2 separate regions of the Zea mays genome follow, and region 1 is linked to region 2. Evidence: chromatin contacts called from public Hi-C data. All regions are on one chromosome and are shown on one strand. Each heading gives the region's core, a stretch centred on a gene start, on an enhancer-like site or on the middle of the called end of the contact. The rest is flanking DNA. Distances are from core to core; before and after follow the strand shown. Region 1 holds the start of LOC100502415. Region 2 has its middle 120 kb from the start of LOC100502415.

Evidence for each region. Hi-C and Micro-C count contacts between places; a contact is called where the count stands out from the background.
Region 1: a Hi-C map of leaf shows a contact between it and region 2, with 4 times the contacts expected there. The contact joins the promoter of LOC100502415 here to the enhancer-like site in region 2. A contact is called at or near these places in 6 of 25 Hi-C or Micro-C datasets (bundle sheath, ear, leaf and 1 more).

Annotation. Positions count from the first base shown.
Region 1 is chr7:126,368,181-126,375,174 of Zm-B73-REFERENCE-NAM-5.0, reverse strand. LOC100502415 reads right to left here and starts at 3,193. Exons shown (of 14, transcript NM_001365550.1): 1 at 2,158-3,193; 2 at 1,855-2,014; 3 at 1,620-1,668; 4 at 1,234-1,347; 5 at 601-1,107. The coding sequence starts at 2,866.
Region 2 is chr7:126,248,538-126,254,953 of Zm-B73-REFERENCE-NAM-5.0, reverse strand. No RefSeq gene overlaps it. Among protein-coding and RNA genes, the nearest start is that of LOC100502415, 120 kb to the left of the region's middle. Within about 2 kb of position 3,028, at least 11 of the 20 cell types and tissues checked have an H3K27ac peak or open chromatin away from gene starts, as enhancers often do. A contact at or near this core is called in bundle sheath and leaf, where this site is marked.

The sequences.
Region 1 (6,994 bases), core at 1,944-4,443, 120 kb before region 2:
CACTTGTCCCAACCGTGGGCAAGGGATCTTCTGTGCCGTACGGCCCCACTTACCGCCGGGACAGAATCATTAGACCGCGTGTCCGCGCCGCTGCCCGCAGTGCAGTACGGAACATGTGATGGAGACTTGGCCTACCGCCTGCGTATCTGGGGAACCCACCGTAGATGAGTACGCTGCACATGTAGTAGTAGTATGGGTGTATAGTAAGCCCAAAGTCTCAAGCTACCACATGGGTCCGGAGCAGCCTTCGGCCGGCAGCGGCCCTTCCACACGGGATCCGGGACCCCCCCTACGTGGGCGGCCAATCATTGGACGCCACGTTCCCGCCGCGTACGACACGGCCTCCGCGCCTCGTCTCCGACGGCGACGGCCGAACTAACCACCGACCCATCGGCCGCCGGAATATTTACCGCAAGTGACTACCCGTGAGTCGTCGTCGACCGCTTGGATGTTACTTACCATCATGGGCGACGAATCTACCGTGGGTAGGTGGCTCGCCACGTCGGACGCGACGATATTTGCGGAAGCGGCTGGCGGTGGGGAGCTTGCACGGACATCATGGAGTACACAGTACAGTAGTAGAGTCCGCTCGTAATTTACCTTGTGGAAGGTGATGTTGTCGTCGAAGGGGACGAAGAAGCGGGCCCAGGAGGAGCGGAGCCACGTGAGCGTGTTGCGGCAGACGGGGAGCAGCACGAGCGCCATGTTGAGCTTGAGCGTCTCCGCGGCGCCCTTGGCCGTGGGGAGGCAGTACCCCATCACCTGGAACGCCGCCATGCGCCGGTACTGGACGAACTTCCACACGAACAGCGCCGCCATGGCCGCGAACCACAACGCCAGCACCCAGGCGCGGCGCCAGTTCTCCTCCGCCGCCACGCGCACCCGCGCCGCCGCCTTCCGCACGCCCCAGCTCCGGCGACGCTCGCGCGGAGGCCCCGGGTGGTCGCCGTCCACGCCGCAGCCGCCGTCTCCTCCTCCCCCTGTTATCGTCAGCGCGCCGCCGACGCCGAGGTTCTGGCTCCACTGGGCCCCGCTGGCCGTGCTCAGCGGGCGGCTGTAGTTCATGTAGGTGTCGCGCTGGAGCAGCAGCGCTTCGAGCTGCCACAGCTGGCAAGACAGGGAAGAGGCAGCACACGTGTCAGTCCGGCGGCAGCACGCGTACGTACCCCCCCAAATTTCCCCTGGTCAAAAAGACAGTAGCCCGTAGGGCATACGGCCCGCGCGCGTACGTACCTCAATGTAGCCAAGCTTCTCCGGGTCGAGCTCCTCCATGATGAGCGACGCGTACTCCTCCGCCTGCTCCTTGAGCTTTGCCAGCTTGTTGGCCGACGCGCTGAGCACGATCAGCTGCGGTGGCAGGAGGGAGACCAAGCCAAACATCTCGCTGGATTAGCGGCGGAGCACGTGGATAGTTTACCGCAGTAAATAGTAAGTAGGTTTAATTAATTAAACAAGATCAGTATGTATGGTACACTGCACTGGTACTGGAAGCAGCGGTTTGGTAATCAGAGCAGGGTGCCCACAAGAAGGTTCTAATGGTGCTCTACTTTCTTTTGGGGCTGGCAGTTTGAACTAAACACAGAGATGCAGAGAGGAGTGAAGAGCATTAGAAAAGTCACCTCCTGTACTTCCTCCCTCGTTATCCTCCCGTCCACGTTGGTGTCCACCCTGAATTTGGGACCGAGAACGGCACCAGAAGGAGAAGAAAGCTTACTGTCAAGAATCTGCGGGGGCGCAAAGCGTAGTGCAGGTGCGCACGCACCGGGAATTGGGACGGATCGATTTGTGACGTTACTTTACTTGGGACCCGGGGAAAGGAAGAGAAATGGGGGCGCGTGAAATTTAGCTCAGTACATGTCGAAGAAGATCTGGAGCCGCGCGTCGAAGCTCTGATCGGAGATCTGGAGCCAGAAGTCGTAGAGCTCCTCCTTGGTGATCCGCTCCAGGTTCTGCCGCCGCCGCCGCGCCAGCGCGTCGAAGATGCCCACCGCGAACTCCTTGGAGTCCACCATTCCTGCAGTTTGGGCGTGGAGCGCCATAAGATCGCGGATAAGGACGTCGCAATTACAGTAGGATCGAGCTGTTTCCTCGCGTGTGCGGAGGATAACAATGTGAACTGCAGGCAAGAAGCAGCAGCGGCGTCGAGTGTGGCCGTACCGATGCATTCGCCGAAGTCGTCGCGGGAGAGCAGCCCTTCGCGGGCGAGGTCGTTGAAGCGCTCCTCGACGCGGCGCCAGAGCTCGGCGGCCTCGACGGAGCCCGTGGTGCGGCTGATGAAGCGGAGGCCCTTGAGCGCGCGCCTGGCGCCGGCGCGGGACCGGTTGAGCTGCGCCTGCTCCCGCCGCCGCTCGCGCGCCGCCATGGCGGCCTCCCGCTGAAGCTCGGCGGGCGTGGGGCGGTACGGGGACGGGGAGGGCGACGGCGACCGGAGCCACGCGAACTTCTTCCGTATCCGCGACGACGTCGACGAGCACCGGCTCAGGCGGCCGCCGCCCTCCGAAGGCGCGCGGCGCGGCGACGGCGACACCCCGAGGACCCCCGCGGACGGCGGCGCCGGGAGGGAGGCGGCGCCGTAGAGCGCCGCGCTGGTGGGCGTGACGCTGCGCACCACCATGGACTCCTCGTCCAGCTCCAGCATGACCTCCACCAGGTCCCCCTGGTCCGCCAGGAATGCCGGCAGCATGCCGCCGGCGCCGCCGCTCCCGGCGGCGGCGGCGGCGAAGAACTCCTCCCCATAGGCGGTAGTGTAGGACTCGTTGTCGGAGGCGTCGGTGGCTGTGGTGGTGGTCTGGTCGTCCGCCAGGTAGTCCGCGATGCGGCGGTGGCCGCTGCGCCGGGCGTTGCTCCCGCGCGACGGCGTCCACATGGCGGCAGCCGCGGCGCGAGAGCTGTCCTCCTCTCCGAGGCACAGCGGTGGTTGCGCCCCGCCACGCCTGGCCCTTTTATTATCTTACCCGTAGTCTCCCAGTCCGCTCCGCAATGCGTCCGTCAGCCAGCTATCCCGTTCCCGTGGGCAGGCACCACCGCACCAGGCAGGCAGGCAGGCGGGCGGCACTGCGGCAGCGGCTGGGCGGTGGCCGGTGGGCGGCCCACGCCCGGGCAAGTGATTCCTTCGCGGGCGCGGCCTCCTCGTGCTTTTTTTTCCCCTCTCGTTTGCTTCGCGGTGCGGTGCTCCGCTACCTATTGGCTATTGCGTTCCGCGGTTCTGCCACGGCGCTCGGCTAGCCGCTTTATCAACGAGTGCCGAAGCGAGCAGCGCTTTTTGGAGGCAAGGCTGTGACTGGGCTGGGCTGGGTGGGTGGGTGGGTGCGGCACACCCCAAAACGAAGCTCCATGCGCCACGAGTTTGCGATGCGGTGCTCGGTTCGGACGTGGGAGACGCGGTCGGTGGGCTGGTCTGATGTGGATTTGGAGAACCTCAGACAGACGCTTCCAAACGAGCGAGATGCGGTGGTCAGTGCGGCGCGGCGCGTTCCTTGTTGGCAAAATCAGACCAAAATCCAGCATGGTCCACTGTTTATGGTGTGAGTGGTGAGCTTCAAACACGCAAAGGAAGGGTCGTTTCGGATTGGCGGATTATGGTGCGAGTAGATACAGATTTGCTAAGGTCAGCCTCAATAAGGTTACAAAGTTTCGTAATAGTTTTATAGTCATTAAATAAACTGATATCATGTAGCATCTGTTTAGAAGCAAAGTTTTTTAATACCACAGTTTTACAATACTAATTTTTTTAATGCTATATCATAAACAAAATATTTCAATACCATAATTTTGCAATACCATAGTTTCACACGCAACAAGGAAAGACATTGGTCTAGACCAAATTTTTCAATACTATGGTTTTACTATAGTATTCATAATAATGTGGTTTTTAATATATAGTTTTTAAAACATTTACCAAACATCTTTCTGTATAAAATATCAAAGTCTTGTTAAATACCATGGTATTGCATGGAACTATAAAAAAAACTTTGCTGAGCATAATAGTAACAAAAAAGTGATATAACACAAAGGTATCTAATGTTAATACCTTTGTGTGGTGCCATGTAGCAATATTGTGCTTTGCTGAACGAGCTACATTGTATATAACTAATAACTGAATATAAAAATATAAATATGTAGTTGATATTTACCCATGGTATTTAAGTACAATAACTGATTATCGATGATTGGTTTTAGTTTAGTGTTGACTAACCTCATGTAGTGAGTATAATGTTGTACAATACAACTCTTGACTCGTGATGTGTAGGTGTGAAGCACATAGATGAGGTTAAGTGAGTTCATGCTGATGGACTAGAGTGGTGGAGGACGGACGCTCAGACTTCAATTGAGGAATTGGAGAAACCGAAGCAATGAGCGTGATGGTTGACACCTAGTGAATCAACAAGTGCAAAAGGTAGATGGAGGAACATATCATGTTAACCAAGTCAAGCAAATACATTATATGACTTGGTGATTAGGCAATCATGGGCTGTCGGTGACACGTGTCGAGATCATGAACTGAGTGTATCATGTATGCTACTCATGAGGCGTATAGTGGTTTGGGCCTCAAAATCATCGAGCAAACAATTTCTTGGTTTTTGGTCTCAAAACCTGATTAAAATTTTGGTGGAAACATGAGGAGGTATATGGCATCATCGTGAACCTTGCGTCAAGGCAAAGCAAAGTCGTGAAGAGCCCATGACCACTGGATGCACGTTGGGATGTGTAATAGCTCTAAAAATAAGACATGAGGTTGTCCAACTAGCCATCTCTTCAATTTTATATCTCGAGTCATTCCTAGCCTAGGTCCTAGTTGTATGAGTTTTAATCTTTCATCCGGTTTTAGCTATTGAGATCTGCAATATGGAGTGAGTACTCTATTGTGTTATCTTTCCCATGTAAGAATCAGACTTGGTTGATCTTCAAAAATAAATTAATCATTTCTTTGAAATTTTTAATTTGAGTTCTTACTTGTGTTTGGATTTTTTTCTCTTTCTAATTCACTGTCTTCACCCTTTTGATGGATTTAGTGTTCCAATAGTTTGGGTTTATTTTGGTTGGACGGATACGTGTAAGGACCTTTGAGGATCATCCCTACCAAATAGTTTATGTAGATTTCTCGTGAGCATGTAGATTCGTCTTTTGGAGCAAATCACTAAAGCGACCAAGCCCCAAACCCTTCAAGGTCTAAAGCCCCATGGGAACAAGGGACTCATTGTGCCTAACTATAACCCAATCATAAGATAATAGGATGTTATTGGTTCCACTAGGGGTAGTATGACCTCACGAAGGGACCCCACATCTTAATACCTAAAGACATGTCCATAGCATTAGCTTAACAAATAAATCTTAGGTACAACATATTAAATGTGTGATGCGTGTCATTATATGATTGGCAAGTGTGTTGTTACCATGACTTAGCTATAGGGTGCTTAAGATCACTATGTGGTATGTGCATCAATCATGTAGCCACACATGCACTCATGAAGTATACTATGAAGTATTATCAAGTGCAAAAGGCTACACTGGCTACCAAGTACATCGTACTAGGTGGCATGGCCCCTAGTGCCTAGTGTTGAGATATATCATACATGCCCTGGAGTAGGTATGGCAACCACCTAAGAAATGACATCTCTAACACTGTGACACGACTTGGGCATGGGCCCGATATGACTCCAAGTGAAAGGGAAATAGGCTTACACCTTTCCTAATTGATTTTGGTGGTTGAATTGCCCAACACAAATAATTGGACTAACCAGTTTGCTCTAGTCTATAAGTTTTACAGGTGCCAAAGGTTCACAACAAACCAATAAAAAGACCAAAGATGGGTTCAAATAAGAAGAGCTAAAGAAATCCCAAAGGCACCCTGGTCTGGCGCACCGGACTGTCCGGTGTGCCACCGGACAGTGTCCGGTGTGCCAGGGTACTCGACGCTGAACTCGCTACCTTCGGGAAAATGGAGGCCGCTCCGCTATAATTCATCGGACCGTTCGGTGTATGCACCGGACAGTGTCCGGTGGCACACCGGACTGTCCGGTGTGCCAGCGGAGCAACGGCTACTTCAAGCGCAACGATCGACTGCAACGCATTTAATGCGCGCCTGCACGCGCAGAGGTCAGAGCACGCGCAGTTGGCGCACCGGACAGTCTACAGGAGATGTCCGGTGCACCACCAGACAGCCCAGAGGCCCCACAAGTCAGAGCTCCAACGGTCGAACCCCAACGGCTGGCTGACGTGGTTGGCACACCGGACAGTGTCCGGTGCGCCATGCGACAGCAGACTTCCAACGACCACATTTTGGTGGTTGGGGCTATAAATACCCCAACCACCCCACATTCAATTGCATCCAAGTTTTTCAACTTCTACACCTTACAAGAGCTATAGCATTCAATTCTAGACACAACCAAAGAGATCAAATCCTCTCCCAAGTCTCTAGTTCAATTCCGATCAATAGTGACTAGTGAGAGAGTGACTTGTGTTCATTTGAGCTCTTGCGCTTGGATTGCTTCTTTTCTTTCTCATTCTTTCTTGTGACAAACTCAATTGTAACCGAGGCAAGAGACACCAATTGTGTGGTGGTCCTTGCGGGGACTTAGTGTCCCGTGTGATTGAGAAGAGAAGCTCACTCGGTCTAAGTGACCGTTTGAGAGAGGGAAAGGGTTGAAAGATACCCGGTCTTTGTGACCACCTCAACGGGGAGTAGGTTTACAAGAACCGAACCTCGGTAAAACAAATCCTTGTGCCTCACTCTTTATTTGCTTGCGATTTGTTTTTCACCCTCCTCTCGGACTCGCTTATACTTCTAACGCTAACCCGGCTTGTAGTTGTGATTAACTTTGTAAATTTCAGTTTCGCCCTATTCACCCCCTCTAGGCGACTTTCAATTGATATCAAAGCCCGGTGCTTCATTAGAGCCTAACCGCTCGAAGTGATGTCGGGAGATCACGCCAAGAAGGAGATGGTGACCGGCGACAAGCCCGCTACAAGCTATGGGAAGGCTCCATCGGGAGAG
Region 2 (6,416 bases), core at 1,779-4,278:
GGCAGGAATTTCATATAGAAACCTTCTCTAGATCATGCTCTAAGAGCAACTCCAAACGAACATGTAACTAACCCAAAACAGATATTAGTAAAAAATAGTGTTTTTTCTTACTCCAACAACTCCTCCATTTCCCCCCAAAAAAATTCATGTCCCGCATCCACAGCCTCCTCTCCCTCATATTTTGGTGTGTTCCATCCCTCCCTAATCCATTCCTCAACGCATCAGAATATCCATATCCTCCTGGCGACTACACAGATTGCGCCACCTGTCATATTTAGGAGAACTGTTGGAATACACATCATGATTCACTTTTAAAACTTTGTAGCCTACTCCTAATAATCAGTTTTTGGGTGAAATTTTTAACATCTTTTGGAGTTGCTCTAAAAATAGGATTGTGTCATCCACATATTGAAGCATATATAAGCCTCCATCTATTAAGTGGGGCACTACCCACTGACTTGTGCTTCCATATTTGCCCTTTTAGTTATATGGCCAACATTTCTGCTAGAATATTAAAAAGGAGGGGTGAAAGCGGGTCTCCTTGCCTAAGACCTTTCTTTGTTTGAAAACAGTGACCTATCTCATCATTAACGTTTATAGACACACTACCACCCGAGACAAAATTCTTTATCCAAGATATCCATATCTTGGAGACAAACCCTTCATCTGTAGAGTTTGGTATAGGAAAGGCCACTTACTTTTGTCATGTGCCTTCTCAAAGTCTATTTTGAAAATTACCCAATCTAGCTTTATTCTGTATAGCTCATGGATTGTTTCATGTACGATTACTAGCCCATCTAGGATATTTCGTCCTCGTATGAAAGCGGTTTGGGGTTGGATTCACTATTATGTGTGCTATTAGATTAAGCTTGTTTGTAGCAACTTTGGTGAAGATCTTGTAACTAACATTCAAGAGGCAAATGGGTCTATTTTGTTGTATTAGGTTCGCGTATTATACCTTAGGGATCAAGGTGATTACACCAAATTTCAAGCTAAACAATGGCGGGTCACACCAAAATAGGTCCTCAAACATTTGCAGCGAATCATACTTGATAATGCCCCTTATTTTTGGTGGAACTTTGCTAGAAACCCATCTAGACCTAGAGCTTTGTTTCGCTCCATTTTGGAGGATAGCATTAGTTATCTCCTTTTGTGAAAAAGGGTATTTTGTTCCTCTTTCATATATGTCCCAGTCTATGGTGACACGTAAATAAGCTACCACCTGAAGTTAACACACACACACCAAAACAAAGCTAGTTAAAACCTAAAACCATGAACCAATTAATAAAGTAAGTCTGTTTGAATCACCTAAAACTAATGTTTAGGTAGACTATTGTATCATGTGGGCCCCTCACCATCCTCCTCGTTTTCTTCCCCAAGCCATCATGCACATACACCGTCGTCCATTCTCGTTCTCCCTCTATCGCGCGCTCACTCTCTTGCTCAGTGTTGCCCACCTCCACGCCACCGTGGTCGCATCAACATCCAATGACCAACTCTGCATCGCCACCCACTCCTTTGTGCCACCATGTTGTGCGCTTGCGCTCCTCCGTTGTGCCCATATCGTGCACCGCCAGGCTATGAGCCTATGCTTGTCTCTTGTGCCCATACCACGCTACACAGCCTGTTTCTTCGCGTAGGGATTGAATCTAGCTAATGATCCCATGAGTCTTGTTTTACTGTTGTAGTGAGTGTGAAGACAAGTTTAAAGAGAAACATATATATTGTTAGCCGTTCGATAAAAAATGAGAATATTGGATATGATCTCTACTAAGAGAGTCTAACTTGACATGTCAGTTAAGATCCACCTATTAGTGTCGATCTATTAGATTATTTGTCGTGATAGGCAGTAACCCTATGGATTGATTATCTAGAGTAAGCCCTGATCCCATAACATGTATATAAATAAGACCAACTATGATTTTAAGATTAAAAGCTAGTCCCCCACCACTTAAACCCATATAATTGATTAACTAGACCATACGAGGGGTTCAAAAGCTCGACTCCTGTTCTAGGTGGCTGCCGATATGAGCTACATCAAGTTCTTCATAAGGGGGAGCCTCATCTCTCAATTGGTGAAGATTAGAGCATCTACTTCATCCATATCAACCCTGCTGCAGACTGAGACTTGTTCCGCATAAAATGAAGTTAGTGGTCATGTTTAGCGACCTAAGAGCAACTCCAGGAGCTTGTGAAAAAAGTCGGCCCGAAAACCAGTTTGAGGGATACTATAATTTTTTTCATAGGCTAAAAGTATGTACGCTAGAGGAGAGGAGTGCCACTTGACTCGTCTGATCCATTTGCTTCTGCATGCAGGGAGGACAAGCACCAACTGACAGCGTCAAGAGATAGAGATGCCAGATAGAAAGTAGGATGGCAGAGGAGCAAGAAGCCACGAAAGTCTAGTGTTTTCGCACGCACCAAAGTAGCAGCCCAGGAGAAGCTAGATGTGTGCGCCGGAAAAAAGATTGGGGGCTTCCCACCTCCTGCACAAATGAGGGTCCTCCCACACAAATGAGGGTCGCCAGGGATGTTTTCGGAGCTGCTGAACTAATGATTTTCCATGTAACCCTCAAAAATATTGGCTTGGGGCTTCTTTTGGTCATCCACAAGAGTTGCTCTAAGTTTAAGGTTCTGTTTAGTCTAAGGCCAACTTCAACATCCTTTTTCACAATAACATGTCCCCACTTTTATTTAAATATGCCATCCCTCCGCTGTTTTCTTGGTACGCATCTCTAGAAAGCTAAGACAGCACACCAGTGAAGAGTCCAATGCCATCGCCGTCGCCGTAAAACGACGAGGTAGTTGTTGAGCGGTTAATTGCTCAATCATTCAGATGATAAAACTAGGCCCGTTGTCCAGACCTTGATCATGTGAGGAATTCCAGAGCAAAGTCCAAGCAGGTGATTTGTAAGCTACTACGAATTTCTACCCTCGGCTAGACCTGAGAAGCATAGGTTAATCGACGATCTGCCCACCTGTGGCGCGCGTGTTGTCAAGCAGGTAGATCCCGGTGGCAATGGTGACTGGTCCATGGCATCGACGTGCTGCAATCAAAGGTTAATCGACGTGCTGCATTCGTCTTTTTTGCGACCGCATGGGCCCACCACCGTTGGCAGAAGCAGTGTCAGACTGTCTTCAACATGTATCTATGTCATTCCTTTATCACATCCACTATTTCAATTTTCACTCTATAAATCCTGTAATTTAGAGAACAAATCCCTATTTTACATGATCTGCTACGTACAGTCTCACGGACTAATCCATCAGTATCCTTCAAGGACGCATTAGTTACAACGGCAATCAAGGTGGTATGGTCATGGTACGGTACGATGCAAAAATATACTGCACAACTTGGAAGTATCAGTGTCAGATGGAGGAGGATCGGGCAGCTGCATTGAGACGATGGAGACTATGTGTTGCCGTCATGACCTCAACGTTTACCAACCACGGCTGACGTTGCGATCCAGCGACCAGCGGCCTCGGTTCCACTTCCACCCAGTATTTGCTCGCTGTCCTCGGTCCTCCAGTTTTCCATCAATTTCTAGTGGAAATAACTAGGCATGCTCAACGGGAAAAAAGAAAAGAAAATGGAAGGAACTGGGCGTACAGTTAGTCATATAATTATGTACTGTTTCATGACTCCATGGGGTAGGTAACGGATTGCAAAAGATACTTTAAATAACCAGCAGCAAAGATGTCAATACGCAGGACTTCCAAGGCCGCCGGCTATGGACTGCGATGACACGGCGACCATTAGGTATTTATATTATTCGTATCTAACTCTAAGAAAATATGTATTTATATTATCTGTATTCGGCGGATATACCCGACCTACCTGTTTTCACCTGGCGACCACCTCTAGTTTTCGCATGGTTCCGAAAAGACCAACGCGTTAAAGATTTCAAAATTTTTTTTTTTTTTGCAATGCAATTGATAAAAAATAAAATAAAAACATGCTAAGGTCTCGAGAATAACCGCGCACACCTGACACAATCATTTACAAATCATAAGCCATGCGTCATTTCACCCAAAGCTTCCTTCCTAATCTTGCGCCTACTGAGTGAAGTGGAGGGCGACAGATTTAGTTATTTTACCTACTCCATCTGATAGATAGCCTTGCCGTGATGTGTGCAGCTACTGCACCAGGCGATGCTTGGAGTTTTTGGTCGTTGCTGCTGATCGAGTGTTCAAGGACCATCATCCAAAACAGGCCCGGGGCTGTCGGTCAGAAAACTGGAGAGGGATCAGGGGTGCAACCCGATTTAACGCGACACGTGTCGATGATTCCATACTGTACTGTAGACACGTCACACGTCATAAAAATCCCAAGACAATGGTGTTTCAGGTACGTACGACGAAATAAGCCTTCAGTGCGTTTAATTTGTCTGTGTCACCGCACTGTGCCAGCATCTCTCGCCGCCCACAACTCAGACCAGTTCCAACGGTACGCGTCACCGTGCTATATCAGCGTACTATATCAACTATGGACAATAATATTATCGACACTATTCAGCCCTTATCTACGGGAGTATACAACTTTTAGCCTCAATTTACCACCACTTCAGTATCACATCAATTTTTCTTTTATAAACTTTTAGCTACCTGTTGACGCTTTTTCGGAGCACCAAATACTCAAGAAGAACCGGCGGCGGTGCTCTCTGGTCAGGGGCGGACGGTCCGCGCGCAGGGGCCGGACGGTCCGCGACCTGGCGCAGGGGCTAAGGTTTCCTGCCTGACGGCCGGACGGTCCGCGCCCTGGGGCCGGACGGTCCGCGCGTGCGCAGGGGCGGCGGAAGATCGCCAGCGGCGCCTGGATCTCGCTCCCGGGAGGGACCCCGTCGGGGAGGAGAGATCCTAGGGGTTGTCTAGGCTCGGGCCGGCCGACCTAGACTCCTCTAATCGGCGTAGAGTCGAAGAGAGGCGAAGAATTTGGGGATCGAGAGGCTAAACCTAAACTAGACTAGAACTACTCCTAGGATAAAATGCGAAATAGAACTTGTATTGATTCGATTGTTGATGATTACAAATCGGCCGTATACCTCTCTATTTATAGAGGAGGGGGGCTGGACCCTTTACAAACTAATTTCCGAGCTTATCCCATGATTTTAGCTAACAACCGTAGCACAAAACTCGGAACCCTAATCTGTTCTGCGCACGCGCGGACCGTCCGGCCCACAGGCGCGGACCGTCCGGACCGCGGACCGTCCGGCCTCAGGGCCGGACCGTCCGCGCTCAATTTGGTGCTCAACATATGCCCCCTGCCTTTTGGTGGAGTTGAGCGAACCAAAAGCAACTAACTCGATGTTATCACATCGGTTTTCTTAGGCATCTTGCCACTTACTAGGATGGTACGCAGTGGCCTTGGTCTCGATGGTTGACTCAATGGACGTGATCCCTTTAGATTTGATCGAACTGTCAGTCCCAACATCGCCGAGCGTCATACTGGTCCTGACCAATTCGTCACCTTGCCTTCCTAATTCTCTAAGTGTTCTGGCGTAGCTCCGTAGTCGACCAGGTCTTCTCCATGCAGGTCGTCTTCCTCCATGGGCGTCGGTACGTCGTCGGAGGTGTCTTGGTGTAGTGCGGATGGTTCGGCCTCAGGGGTCGGATGGTCCGCGTCCTGTGCAGATGATCCGGCCTTTATAGCCGGACAGTCTACCATACCTGCAGAGAGATGCACAGTTGTTGTTTTATTTACTATCTTTGCGGCCGTTTGACTTTTCTCAACGGCCTTTGGTCTCCATCTCTTTTGCGGTGGCGGATACTGCGGATGCGTGTCATTGAATATTCTTTCTGCCTCTTTTTCCTGATTCTCCTTTGCTCTGAGGCGCTGTAATTTTCGCTTTTGCGATCGTGTCAATCCCGATGGACACCATCGGGGCATGGAGTATTTTGGATCGGCTATTTTATTGACAGTCGTACTTTCTTTTTTGTTTGTGTTGGCCGATTCACCAAAAATCATCGGACCTTCGTTATTTTGTTGTACGACGACATCTGTCGCTCCTATTTTAATGACCTCTCCCTTTTTCGTACTGTTGGAGGTTATAGTTGTATGTCCCCCTGCCGGATTAGTCAGCCTTTGGGGCTGAGTTGTTCGGCAATCTTGCTGGGCCTGTGCTCGTGGACCAGATTGAGGGGCTCTCAATCGGTCTTGTACTGGAGGTGTCAACCTATTGAATACAGATGTTTGGGGTGCCCCCCAAGCGGGGTACTGTGGCATCCCAAATGGATATGGTGGCATGCCCCACATTTGATTTGGGACATATGGTGGAGGTATGTATGTGTATGGATATGGCATAGGTGGATATGGTGGTGGAGGTGTCCATGCAGGTACGTTAGGTCTTAATTGAACATTATGACCTTCCGTCCTTTCCGATTGGTGTGGTGGTCCAATCGGCCTAACCTGCCGTCGC